Linked DNA regions of Mus musculus: region 1 is linked to region 2. A link is a contact called in public Hi-C data. All regions are on one chromosome and are shown on one strand. Each heading gives the region's core, a stretch centred on a gene start, on an enhancer-like site or on the middle of the called end of the contact. The rest is flanking DNA. Distances are from core to core; before and after follow the strand shown. Region 1 has its middle 47 kb from the start of Ccdc81. Region 2 overlaps Tmem135 (transmembrane protein 135).

What was found. A called contact is a pair of places that touch in the nucleus more often than the background predicts.
Region 1: a Hi-C map of cranial neural crest shows a contact between it and region 2, with 2.7 times the contacts expected there. The contact joins two enhancer-like sites. A contact is called at or near these places in 12 of 484 Hi-C or Micro-C datasets (the MNK3 cell line, adipose-derived mesenchymal stem cells, cerebral cortex and 7 more), 2 of 115 datasets of contacts at active chromatin or transcription factors (astrocytes and fibro-adipogenic progenitors) and 1 of 9 other capture datasets (embryonic stem cells).

What each region holds. Positions count from the first base shown.
Region 1 is chr7:89,854,859-89,858,163 of GRCm38.p6, forward strand. No RefSeq gene overlaps it. Among named protein-coding and RNA genes, the nearest start is that of Ccdc81, 47 kb to the right of the region's middle. Within about 2 kb of position 1,928, at least 46 of the 459 cell types and tissues checked have an H3K27ac peak or open chromatin away from gene starts, as enhancers often do.
Region 2 is chr7:89,170,294-89,173,525 of GRCm38.p6, forward strand. All of the region lies in intron 6 of Tmem135 (transmembrane protein 135), which reads right to left. Among named protein-coding and RNA genes, the nearest start is that of Tmem135, 170 kb to the right of the region's middle. Within about 2 kb of position 1,983, at least 17 of the 459 cell types and tissues checked have an H3K27ac peak or open chromatin away from gene starts, as enhancers often do.

The DNA of each region.
Region 1 (3,305 bases), core at 678-3,177, 680 kb after region 2:
AAAGCTGAGAGACCCTATGTCAAAACGCCAAAGAAGAGAGCAACTGAGGAAGCCACTTGCCATTTGAGGCATGTGTAACACCCACACACATTCAGATGCTTCCTAAATTAAAAATATCCCTGCAGGCACAATATTTATTTCATAGTCTTCTCCTAGGCTATTCTCAACCCTCCTCCTTTAATTAGTACGCCAAACATAAACATGTATGGCAACGCATTTTTATCAGAAGACATTAAACACATGCTGCTTCTACCAAAGCTGGCTTTTCAAAATAGAACCTTCAAAACAGCGCAAAATGAAACTTCTGGGAATGCATTTGGTCACTGTGAAACTTAAAATCCCACAGAAGCAACTGTGGAACAAACTTCAAGAAGGTGAACACCAAAGAGCAGGTAAGTAACTATATACTTGCAATGTTTGAAATGACTTAAGGAATAAACCACATGAGGTTTGGAATGCTGTTTATATTTCGGGGGGGGGGGGGATTTTAATTCTGTATAACTAAAACCAGACAAGTACTGTGTCATGTCTTGGCAGCCAATCTCACTAAATTTCTTACATATCTTGCATGCATAGTAATAACCATGACAGAGGTTGCACTGCTGTCAAGCTTGTAGCTTTAATATTCCCATGGAAACACTATCAGTTTCATTCATTAAGCCTATATTATTGACTAAAATGTGCAATGAACTTGGTCATATCTCAAGCTCCACTCCCAAGGAAACAGCATCAAGCAGCCATCTTGTATTGAACGCTATTTTTCCATTGGAGACTCTAAAAAGCAGCAACGTTTTAGAACACTGTTTCTCCAAATACAGAAGTTGCCTGCTGGAGAAATCTCTGACCCACTTTTGTCTTATAAGCCATAGCTCCTCTTCATTTTTTACTGCAGCAAGCACTGGAGTTCTCCCAAGACCTGCAGCACAAGGTACAGCCATACAACAGCCAAGCTCCTCACGAAATTTCATGTTTTCAAGACTTAACCTGTCGTCCACGATCTGCTTGGACGGTGATGAGCCATCATCAAAAGGCCAGCCTAGAACTTGGATACCTTCTTTCTCAACAAGAGCCGTGTCTCAAGTTGCTTCACACACTTATGTGTGTACTATCATGGTAATTCTGTAGTTCTTCTAAGTCCCTCTAACTCTGTTCTGGTTGCACAGGTTGGATTATGTGAGATAAGAAATCTCATATTCCTGTAAGTGAACTCCACAGCAAATGGGTGGTTCGTCGAAGTTGTGTTAATCTAGTTAAAAATAGAACTTCATACGGTTATATTTTTTAAGTTTTTAAAAATACAAAAATGATTTCAAGAAACCAAAGTCAAATACCAGGCACCTGAAATTTCCAGAGCTTTGAAGATGAAATTGGGACTGACAAAGAAAGAGCCTTTCAACAAGCATCAATGTGCGAATAGGGAAGCAAGGCAGAGATGCTTGCCCGGGCCACTCAGAACCCGTGTTCCAATGACCCAACTTGACTCTACTTTAAGAGCGTTTGGCTGGAGAGCACTGATGGCTCCCTACAGTCCACTCAAAACAGTCATGCTGTGCCCAGCAGCTATCTCCAAGGACCTTTTAGAAACTCCATAAATGGCTGACCGTCAGCCCCACGGAAAAGAATCAACCGACTCATGAACAGCTGCGTCCTAAGCGCACAGCCAGCTGGATCCTGGTGACACAGGCAGCAACAGCAGTGTAGGCCCAGGAGCTGCAGACGGACTGCCCCAGGGAAACAGCATCTCCCCTGGCTTTGAAGGTGGAAGAGCCACAGAGGGAGCCAATCCACACCCTGCCAGTCACAAGCCTCTCCCCCCCCCCCCCCCACCCCCGGAGTCCAAGCAACTTGAGCACCCCCTCATCAATCACGGATCCAGAGCCAATAAGCAGAGGGTTTGTGAGGCCCTCCCTCTGAGGATGAGGGGGGAAAGCCAGGGAGGCTGGAAGTCAGGGACAAAGCCTGCTTGAGACTGGAGAGAAACACGGGCTGTGTTGGGATAGGAAGCAGAAGGATAGCAGAAGGTTCTGAGCATTTGTGCCTGCTTCAAGTTTTAACTCTAGGAAACAACATTATTTGGATTCTTTTTCCAACCCAACACACATACACCTCAGAGTCTTATGTAGCTCCATACTGGCCTTAAACTCACAATGTACCAAGGATAGCTTCGAAGCCCTCATCCTAATGTCTCCACTTTACAAGGGCTGAGATTACAAGTGTGCGTGTTTATCCATTTTACGCAGTACTGAGAATGGAAAGCAGGGCTTCCAGCAAGCACCTTATGAACCCGAGCCAGTCCTCGGCCCCTGACATTCATTCTCCCACATTATGTGCGTGCATCAGCGTACGACAAATGTGTGGAGACCAGTTACAAAGGGAACAAAAATAATGTAAGGGATGGAGAGTAAGAACAAGTGCTGTGGAATGCTGACGTCAGGAAATGGTGGGACCACTGCCCTCAGGAACTCACAGTAGTGCAGTGATGGTTACCTGCACAAGCCCTGCACACGGCCGGACCAGTCAGCATTCCCTCACGGCTGGGAGAGAGCTCACTAAGTCCCACCACTAACTGAGGAACAATTGACGGCTTCTGGAGGAGGGAAAGTCATTTTTCCTTAGGGGCGTGGGCTCTGGTAGGTTTGCTATGTCTGACCTAGTGGATAACTAGACTCAGGCGGTTATTTTAAAGGGGGCAGGGGGCATGAAGGTAAAGTTCTAGAGAGGAGGTGAGAAGAGATATTAGGATTGCATATGATTAAGGTACATTATGTGCATGTATGAGGGGGATATAAAATTTTAAATGATCCTAGGCTAGAGAGATGCTCAGCGGTTAAGAGCACATGCCGGTTCTGCAGAGGGCCAGAGCTCAGCGCCAGTGTCAGGCAGTTCAAAGCCTCCTGTAACGCCAGCCCCAGAAGGTTCCCGCTTTTAGCATCCAAAACCACCTGAACTCACACGCACCCATCCCCACACAGGCACACACAAATCAAATAAAGCAAGACTGCTCTGAAAAAAGATATCTTACCTGTATTAGTCAGGGTTCTCTAGAGTCACAGAACGTATGGATAGTCTCTAGATAATAAAGGAATTTATTGATGACTTACAGTCGGCAGCTCAATTCCCAACAATTGTTCAGTCGCAGCTGTGAATGGAAGTCCAAGGATCTAGCAGTTACTCAGTCTCACGCAGCAAGCAGGCAAAGGAGCAAGAGCAAGAGCTAGACTCCCTTCTTCCAATGTCCTTATATTGTCTCCAGCAAAAGGTGTAGCCCAGATTAAAGGTGTGTTCCACCACACCTTTAATCCCAG
Region 2 (3,232 bases), core at 733-3,232:
ATTGTATATTTTATTACATTTGCTTATCATGCAAATGACAAAAACTGGAATAGAATAAATTGCTTTTTACATTTGTTTTAAATTTGTAATGTCTTAATCATAAGTGCATATGCAAATAGGTTAAGCTGACTGCTTCAAAGTTACTATTCAGACTTAGGATATGTGTTGTTAAAACATTACAATGCCTAAATGTACACTGCAGAACCTTCTCCTTACATCTATTATTACTTGAATAATAAGCTTGAGCTTCGTGGGGCTGGAGAGATGGCTCAGCAGTTAAGAGCACTGTCAGCTCTTCCAGAGTTCAATTCCCAGAAACCTCATGGTGGCTCACACCATCTGGAATGGGATCTGATGCCCTCTTTTGGAGTGTCTGAAAAGAGCAACAATGTACTCACATATACATACAATAAATAAATAAATCTTTTTTTAAAAACTTAAAATAAATAATAAGAACAAAAACAAACAAAAACCAGTGGAGCTTTGTTTCAGCCTCCATATACCACTTAACATAACAAATAGAACAAACCATGTGTTCTTATTGTAAGTTATACCATACACAGCAGTCCAGAGCTAGAAGAACAACAATTAAATTGGGAAAGTTTGTTTTGTTTCTCCATGAGCAATCCTAACTCCGAATAATCTCAATAAATCCTCTTCGTGCACTTTCAAGTGAATCAACAATACTGCTTTTTACTCTGATAAATATTTTTTTGAACGCTCATTTCATGCCTGGAGCCCTGGGGATTGGGTTGGTCCCCAGGAACCCAAAGAATGCCGCTGAGGCAGGCAGCATGTGCAGGGAACCGAGTGTGAACCTCCAAATGATTACTGTGCACTGCCTTCTGCTGTGTCCCACATACAAATCAGAAACAGTTGGGCTTAAACGCACAGCAACAACTCCAACAGAATCAGATTTCTCCTTAAACTTGGAAAAGCTTGGATGGGTTTTGCTTAAAATCCAAGCACTAGGAAAAGTAGTGTTCCAAGCTTTCTGCAATAGCTTAAAAGCCAAGAATCACCCAAAGAGAAATGTCAATAGGATACATTTCTGTAGAGCTGTGGTGGTCAAGCCTGAAGACAAAAAGGAGTAGAAGGCGACTTCCAGGACCCAGGCTGAAGGGTCTGGCTGCAGGCTCCTCACCAGGAATGCCTGCTCACACTTGGCACATTAAAAGTACTAGGAATAAGACTGAAATTACTTTTCACACAAGTTCAAGAAAAATTTAGCAAGTGCCTCAAATTCATAGCATTGCTAGAAATAAAACTTTTTATAGTAAATGCAATTAATTATAACCATTATTATTTTAAAGGACCTCAAGACTGGTAAATATTATGAATTTTTTCTCCTCCCATAATTATTGGGAAAAAGATGGAACAAAATATTTTAAATAGATCATAATAATGTATTTCAAATATATTGGTATCTATGTCATTAATATAGCAAATGAGTTTTCACAGTGAGTAAAGTGATCAGCTACCTGAAAATATTAACATTAGTCTCTCATTATTGAGAAATGTATGCCAAAGAAGAGAACTCTCCCCAAAGAGTTTAGTTCCATCTATCAGAAGACAACAGGAAGTCCACCTTGAATGGCTCGCTCTCTAGCTTGAGTTCTGACTGTGAAGAAGAAATACCATAGAGAGATAAGCATCTGTAAGTTTCCAAAGATAACCACAGATGCAAAGCAAGACAGTGGCAGTCATTCAGCTGGTGCTACACAAACTTTACATGCTACAAAGGGCATGCTTAAAGGAACAGGCGCTCAGCTCCACACTTTCAAACCATGATTTGCCTGAAAGCATGCTTTGGTCAAGACTTGAGGCTGCCTTTCTGCACTGCCTCCCCTCCAAAACAGCTTCTTTCCATGTGAGAAATGTAAAGCCTTGGAAGCTACCACTGACTTACTGCAGGCGTGGACTCTTTCTCTAGATCCACAGCATTTGGAGACTCCAACAGTGGAGCCAAAGGATGTATTGCAACATGTGTTACAAGAAATCCTCCATGTGGTTCTGCAGATTCATGCTAACGCCTGGGAACTAGGGGGCTGGGTTAAGTTTCAGAAACAAAATCTCAATGGTTTCTAACAAGTTTATTCTATGCTCATGCCACATGTGTATCAAGGGCTGGCTATTGGTAGACTAGTGGCCATCTTTATTTTGTCTTAATGTGATAGAAAGATGTCCATCTGGAATGAATGTGAGTTGTCAAGCGGAGAAAGAAAGAAAATGTCGAAAACTGGACTCCTGCTTCTAATTAAGCATAAGTCACTTCCACTTAAATTACTCAGCCAAAGCACATCCCAAGGCCAGGTACGGTGGACGCAGGAGAGGGGATGTGTGCTCTCCTATGGAGGCACCACACACGCCTGCAAACAGCAGCACCTGTCTACTATTAATGCCAAACATGTAACTGCTGAGAATCAATTAGGTTTATTTAGAATATCTCAAGAAATTCAAAACAAAATTCCTCTTTTCTACAGAACATGATACCATTAGTCCATGTTTCTCACACTAATTTCAAGCAGGGTGATTAGATAAAAGATCTTTCTGGTAACAGGCTTTTCTATAGCACATTAGGTATTTACAGTTGCGCATAAACTGTGTACAGTTTAAGATTCCTTACTAATCCCTTAGTCCTTCAGACAGTTCCAAGCATTCTCATTACACTGAACTGACAACAATATTGCACAGCAGATAGAACGCTTAGTAAAAATATATTGAAAGAAAAATTTAATCTATTTAAAAATGAAAAAATCTACCAGTTGTGAAGCAATTATATTCCAAATAGGCACCAAGTACCTTGGATTCATTTCTATAGCAGAAACTCTGGGGTTTGTCTATTTTGGCTTTCAGGTTTTGAAACAATTTCGTTTTGAATCAGCAACCTGAATACCTATCAATAGCTCCTAGCACTCAACCAGCACACAGGCTCTTTTAATTTATTCATTCTGCTGAGCACATGAACATAAGCATGTGAGTCAGAAACAGAGGGCTCCAGCCTCTTCTTATGCAGAGGTGTTTTTAAAATGAAATAAACTGCCATTGTAATATGACTATATCAGGTCTAAAAGGTGGGGCCACTGCTGGCAGGCATGTTTATCACTTTACCAGAAACTGCAATCCAGCAAAGGACATGAGACCATAACGTTTGCATGTTGGGACATTGCTGGCATTGCTTCATCATTTATGCATTCATTCAAACCCTTAAATACTGACAATTACTTTTCAC